Linked DNA regions of Zea mays: region 2 is linked to region 1. Evidence: chromatin contacts called from public Hi-C data. All regions are on one chromosome and are shown on one strand. Each heading gives the region's core, a stretch centred on a gene start, on an enhancer-like site or on the middle of the called end of the contact. The rest is flanking DNA. Distances are from core to core; before and after follow the strand shown. Region 1 holds the start of LOC100502165. Region 2 holds the start of LOC114108589.

What was found. A called contact is a pair of places that touch in the nucleus more often than the background predicts.
Region 2: a Hi-C map of ear shows a contact between it and region 1, with 3 times the contacts expected there. The contact joins the promoter of LOC114108589 here to the promoter of LOC100502165 in region 1. A contact is called at or near these places in 2 of 25 Hi-C or Micro-C datasets (ear and leaf).

What each region holds. Positions count from the first base shown.
Region 1 is chr4:154,588,539-154,591,238 of Zm-B73-REFERENCE-NAM-5.0, reverse strand. It overlaps LOC100502165, which reads right to left and starts at 1,287. Exons shown (of 1, transcript NM_001196643.1): 1 at 1-1,287. The coding sequence starts at 424. The coding sequence ends at 98.
Region 2 is chr4:154,778,734-154,781,433 of Zm-B73-REFERENCE-NAM-5.0, reverse strand. LOC114108589 reads right to left here and starts at 1,435. Exons shown (of 3, transcript NM_001368233.1): 1 at 1,089-1,435; 2 at 556-969. The coding sequence starts at 1,277.

The DNA of each region.
Region 1 (2,700 bases), core at 38-2,537:
AAGACCAGAACTCCAAACCTCCAGTCCAGCCGTCCAGGGCACCACGCCCACGCTCCAGTACTCCACGGACCACGGCTCCAACTCGGCAGCTCGCAAGTCAGCTGCTCGCCTGCTCCAACTCGCACCACCAGTCGTCCCAGCGCACGGGCGGGAATCGCGGGATCCCAACGCACGGACTCCCCGCCGCAGTGCCGCACATCCACAGCTCACCAGGCGTCCGGCGTCCTGCCGCCCGCGTCCAGGACAGACCAAGTCCCGCCGCCGGCCGCCCGCGTCCAGGCAGCCGCCAGCCCGCTAGCCGCCCGCGTCCAAGGCTCCAGGCAACCGCCACTCCACCAGCCGTCTCCCAGGTACGCCGCCGCTGCAGATGTCTTCGTCGGTATCGGCTACGTCGAGCCCACAGTCCACAGAGAACGGTGACCATGACCCAAGCACTAGGCCAGCAGCCTCATCCCCTCCTCTACAGATTCAGGCAGGGGACGTATCATCCTCTCCGGAGACGACCAACTCAGACACCGCAAGGTGAGCTGTGAGCACTGAGCACAATCTATTCGTTTGATTTTTGGTATATTCGATTCAATATATGGTTGTTTTTGTTGTGTTTGTTATATGTGCGATTGTACTGAGCACCGATTGTGAGTAAACTTTCATTGAACTAACATCGTGACGGCGACCTCGCGAAGGGACGCCGTTGCTGCTACCGTTGTCACGGCCGGCGCTACTGTTAAAGATAATCTAATGGGTAAAACAGTGGCCTCGCCATTCAAGAAGAGTCGTGTCACCGCCAATCGAAGTCGCCTCGCTGTTGAAGGACCACCAGCTACGCCCGCTAAAGATTCTTCCACCATCTCCAGCGTAGAGTTGTTGAAATCAACGGGGTTCGATGCACGCAAACCCCTCTTTTTTTTACTTGAATGTGTTCTTTATTTATCAAGATTCCATGTAATATTTTTTTATCACATCTCAATGTATAACTGTATGCTAGAATTTAATCCGTTGCTAATTTTAGAGTCATTTGATGTTAGTTTCAGATTATGTTTGTTAATAAGGTAGTAGTACTTCTAATTACTGCTTTGTAGAAGCTTTTACTCTGAGCAACAAGACTGGAATTGGAAGAGAAGGATGCCCTTAAGCTCCAACAGCTTAGAAGTCTTATATATTCAAATATTAAGTATTGTGTATTGAACAATTAGACTCAATGCTATGTTTTGTGTGATTTGAAGGCATGATATTGCCATGTAATGTTGAATATTGTTGAACCTATGATAAAATTATGTCGGGTTCGATATATTTGTTATGTTGGTACTTATTTTTGCGTTTTAAAATGATCATGTCTATCGTAATGTTAATGGGTATGGGTACCCGATGGGTACCCGCTACCCATGGTGGGTATGGGTATGGCGTAATTTTGTACCCATGATGGGTAGTGGGTATGGGTATGGGTCAATTTTTTCTTAGTGGGTATGGGTATGGCTTCGTGTGCCCACTGGGTACCTTACCCACTGTCATCCCTAGATGGGATCCCTAGATGGGATGGGGCTGAAAGCCGCTCAGGCTCAGCTTTGCCCCTCTCTTTTTTTCCCCATCTCGTGTCCCGCGCGGGGTCACGTCGCTTGCAAGGCACATCTTCTTGGCTTGCTACTTTGCTAGTTGCTACGCCTGCGATTGCCCCAACAGCGCAGGCATCTCCCAGCACTCTAGCCGGCTCCACCAAAGAAAGAAGCTTGCCAAATGCCAAGAGCATACAATGCCTGGCAGTGGCAGTTGCAGCAAACCCAGCCCGATTGGCCCAGCTCAGTCACTTGAACGGCCCAACAATTCCAACAGTGCTTTGCGTCCTTATTAATTTGAAAGCCGAGCAAAAGGTTCCCAAACTCCAACAGCCAGTGAGGGGGGCTTACGTTGGTTGACCAGATCAAGGCATGAGCCGACTATATATATAAAACTATACTCACCGCTGGATACACGTAGACATATAAAATATTGTTCTAACACGGTAGTTATACTGTAGATAAATAAATGTCTGAAATAGTATTGTTCTAGCACGATAGATATATACTATAAAGCTTCTGGTGCAGTGTTGGGGTCACGCTTCGTCACCGAAGGTCCTGCAAGAAGAAACAGCTTCGGCTAAAGCTGCTTATACATGATGACCGAAGCTACCACTCATAAAGCTTCGATGTTGCAGCATGCCCGAAGACGAAGGATCGAACCGACTTAAAGATAGAATGACATTTTAGCCCATAAAGATCTGAGTCAATGTTGTAAACTTTTATGAGGGACATGATTGTAATTCCTCACAGGCTGTGTCCTGTGCCTATAAATAGTGAACAGTATTCCTTTACTGTTCATGATTTCCTGTAATTGCAAACGCATTACTCGAGAATTATCATCTGTCAAGGAGAAGGTATAATTGTACTCAAACTTTACGTTCTGACATTTTTATGATCAGATAATAAAATATGTAGATAATGTTGCTTATTTCTGATACATTTATCTTTAATGCTTCATGTTTGATATATTAATTCATTTTATTTTGTAAGTTTGCTCACGAAGGTATGACCTTCGTAACATTTCACTCATGGTCTTCGTCTGAAGTTCATTAAATCCTTGGGGATATAATGCTTCAGCGGACGAAGGGCATTAATATTTAACATTTTATGTTGTCTTGTTCTTAATTCATAGCATTTGAGAACAAGT
Region 2 (2,700 bases), core at 186-2,685, 190 kb before region 1:
GGACGGCTCCCCCACAGCTCCGGCTCTGGCTCCCGGATGGAGCTCTCCCAAACGTGTCGACGAAAATGGCTCTCAACCGAGAGCAGGAGCTAAAACTGACCAAGGAGCCGGAGCCTCTAATTTGTGGCTCCCTACCCGCTCCCACAAGAACTGCAGACAACAGAGAGCACTGCAGTGATTTTAGGTAATCAAATGATGAGCACAGCATACACAAGGAGCCGTTTTTTACCAAACGATTTGCAAAAAGCATCTGCTCCTGCAAAGGAGCTACTCTTTTGGAGGAGTTGGAGCCGGAGCCGTTTCCAGAGGAGCCAGAGCCCTTCCAAACGAGCCCTAAATGATGTTGTTCCTGGAGATATTATATGGCCGGCCATCACACAGCCTGGACGACCACCCGGGAACACAGCTCGCCCATAATGGATGGCTACTGGTTGGATTGAAAGCAGCGCACTAATGCCGACGCCGACGTGCTCGGGAGTCGGGATATGCTATGGGTGCGCTCAGGCCCGCTCGGCTCAGGAACGGTCGAACGGAAACGCGCACTGCGGCACCAACCTGATACGACGCGTCTGCTGCGGAGACGCCGATGTCAGTCGCGGCGGCGGCGGCCGCCTCGTCCACCAGGAAGTCCTCGACGTGCCACCCGGGCAGCGTCTTGGTGAGGTACTCGGAGATGCTGCTGCTGTCGCTCCCGTGGCTGGTGGCGGGCGCCGACGACGGAAGAGGAGGAGGATGTGCGGCTGCGTCGCCGGCGCTGCAGCAGAAGCTGCCGCTGCTGTTCTCGTCGTCCTCCTCCTCCTCATCCTCCGGCGCCGGGCACGCGGCGGCGGGCTCGGCGGAGAGGCGGACGCCCGTGAGCAGGAACCGGGCGTGGCGCATGGTCAGGTCGCTGGCCGTGTGCACCGACACGTCGCAGTCGCGGCACAGGATGGCGCGGTCCTCCTTGCAGAACAGGAGCCCCCGCTTGTCCTGCATGCATATCGATCAGAGGCAGGCAGGGCACACCTCGCAGGCTGAACAATCGGAAAGAACCCCGTCCGAAGAGATTTATTTTGCACGGGGATCGGGGGATGGATGATCGAGTGAACCTGGCAGATGTCGCAGAGCGGCGGCGGCGGCGGTGGCGCCGGGCTGAGCAGCGAGAAGCGGCGGTGCTTGCCGGCGAGCTTGTTGGCGCGGTGCACGCGGCGGTCGCACGCGTCGCACAGCGCCGCCTCGTCGGCGCAGCAGAACACCTCGGCCGCCTCGGCCGCGCACACGTCGCACTGCACCTTCATCTCGGCCACTCCACTCTGCTTTTCCCTCAAGCGATGATCGCGCGCGCTCTGGCGGCTCAGCTCAGGGCTTGAGCTCCGGGCAATCGTATGGATGAAAGCGAGTCGGAGCTAGCCGCGCGGAGGATGGTAATGGTATGCTACTTACTAGTCCTAGCTAGACCGGACGGGCTTAGTAGTGCGGAGACATATGTGTGTGGGGGCTATGGCACTTTTATATGCCGCGACGAGATGGCACGAGGCGACTTGTGGGTTAAGCTTAAGCAGAAGCGATTAGGTGCCGTCGCTTCGCTTGTAATAAAGGGACGAGGATCCGCACTGAAAGCCAGGTCAAGACGACGACGGAGAAGGCAGGAAGGAGGAGGCTTTCCTGTGCATGTCATCAGCATCTGCATCTGCCTGGGGACTGTGCTGTGCCGACCTGACGTGTGTTAGGTCCGGTGTTTACGTCCGGCGGCCGGGCCATGCATCTCAGACTCAGAGACGGACCTCCTTGTCCGTGTCGACCATCTCTTCTGTGTGCCCCCCCGGTTTGACCTCATTTCGTGACGGTTCCGGCGGTACGGACGCGGACTTTTGAAGAGCGCGGCGCGGTAGTGTCAAATTACTCCGACGGAGGAGAAGAGAGGAGAGGAAAGGAAACACCGTCGTCTGCGGCGGCCGGCGGGCGGTAGCGTCACGCCGCCTATTTCTTCTTCATGGTTCTGCTGTTGACCACCGGGATTCTGACGTGTCTATCTATCGTTCTATTATTATGTTACTAGTATTCGTGTGTGTGTATACATATAAATATATAGGAGTCGGGAATCGTATAGTAGGCTACTAGCTAGCTACCGTGTAAGTGAGATCCTGGCGATCCGGAACAGGGTTATGGCTTGGTCAATGGAAGCGCACCGTGTATTCACCTTTTAGATTAACAGTAAATCGCTCAATTTGACTTGTAAGAATTTGGTAGCACGGTAAAAAAAAACACAGAACAATGGGCAGATTCCTCGGTGCCTTCTGGATTTATGCTTATCTTTTCTTCCTCTCGTGGTGGACTGGACTTGATGGGCATGAAATGGGATGGGCGGGTCATGGTCGAAGGGAGGGCGCAGGCATGGATGGATGGGCGCTATGAGCTTTGGATCATAAAAGGCAGCAGCTAAGCTAGCCTCTCCCTTCTCTCTTATCCTGTCGCTCTCCCGCCCACTTGCACTTTATGATCCAAAGCTCATAGCGACTCTTAGAAGCGCAGCTAGCTACAGGCTACAGCCTACTGTGGAGCACCCGGAAATCCGAAGTTGAGTGCTCCATCCAGGAGCAAGCGGCCAACGGCAGAAAGCAACGCAATTCGCGGCTTGTTGCAGTATACAACCACAACTAGATAAGGACTAGTCCTTTTTTCTGGAAAAAAACACATGACATTTTCAAAGAGAGATTGAGA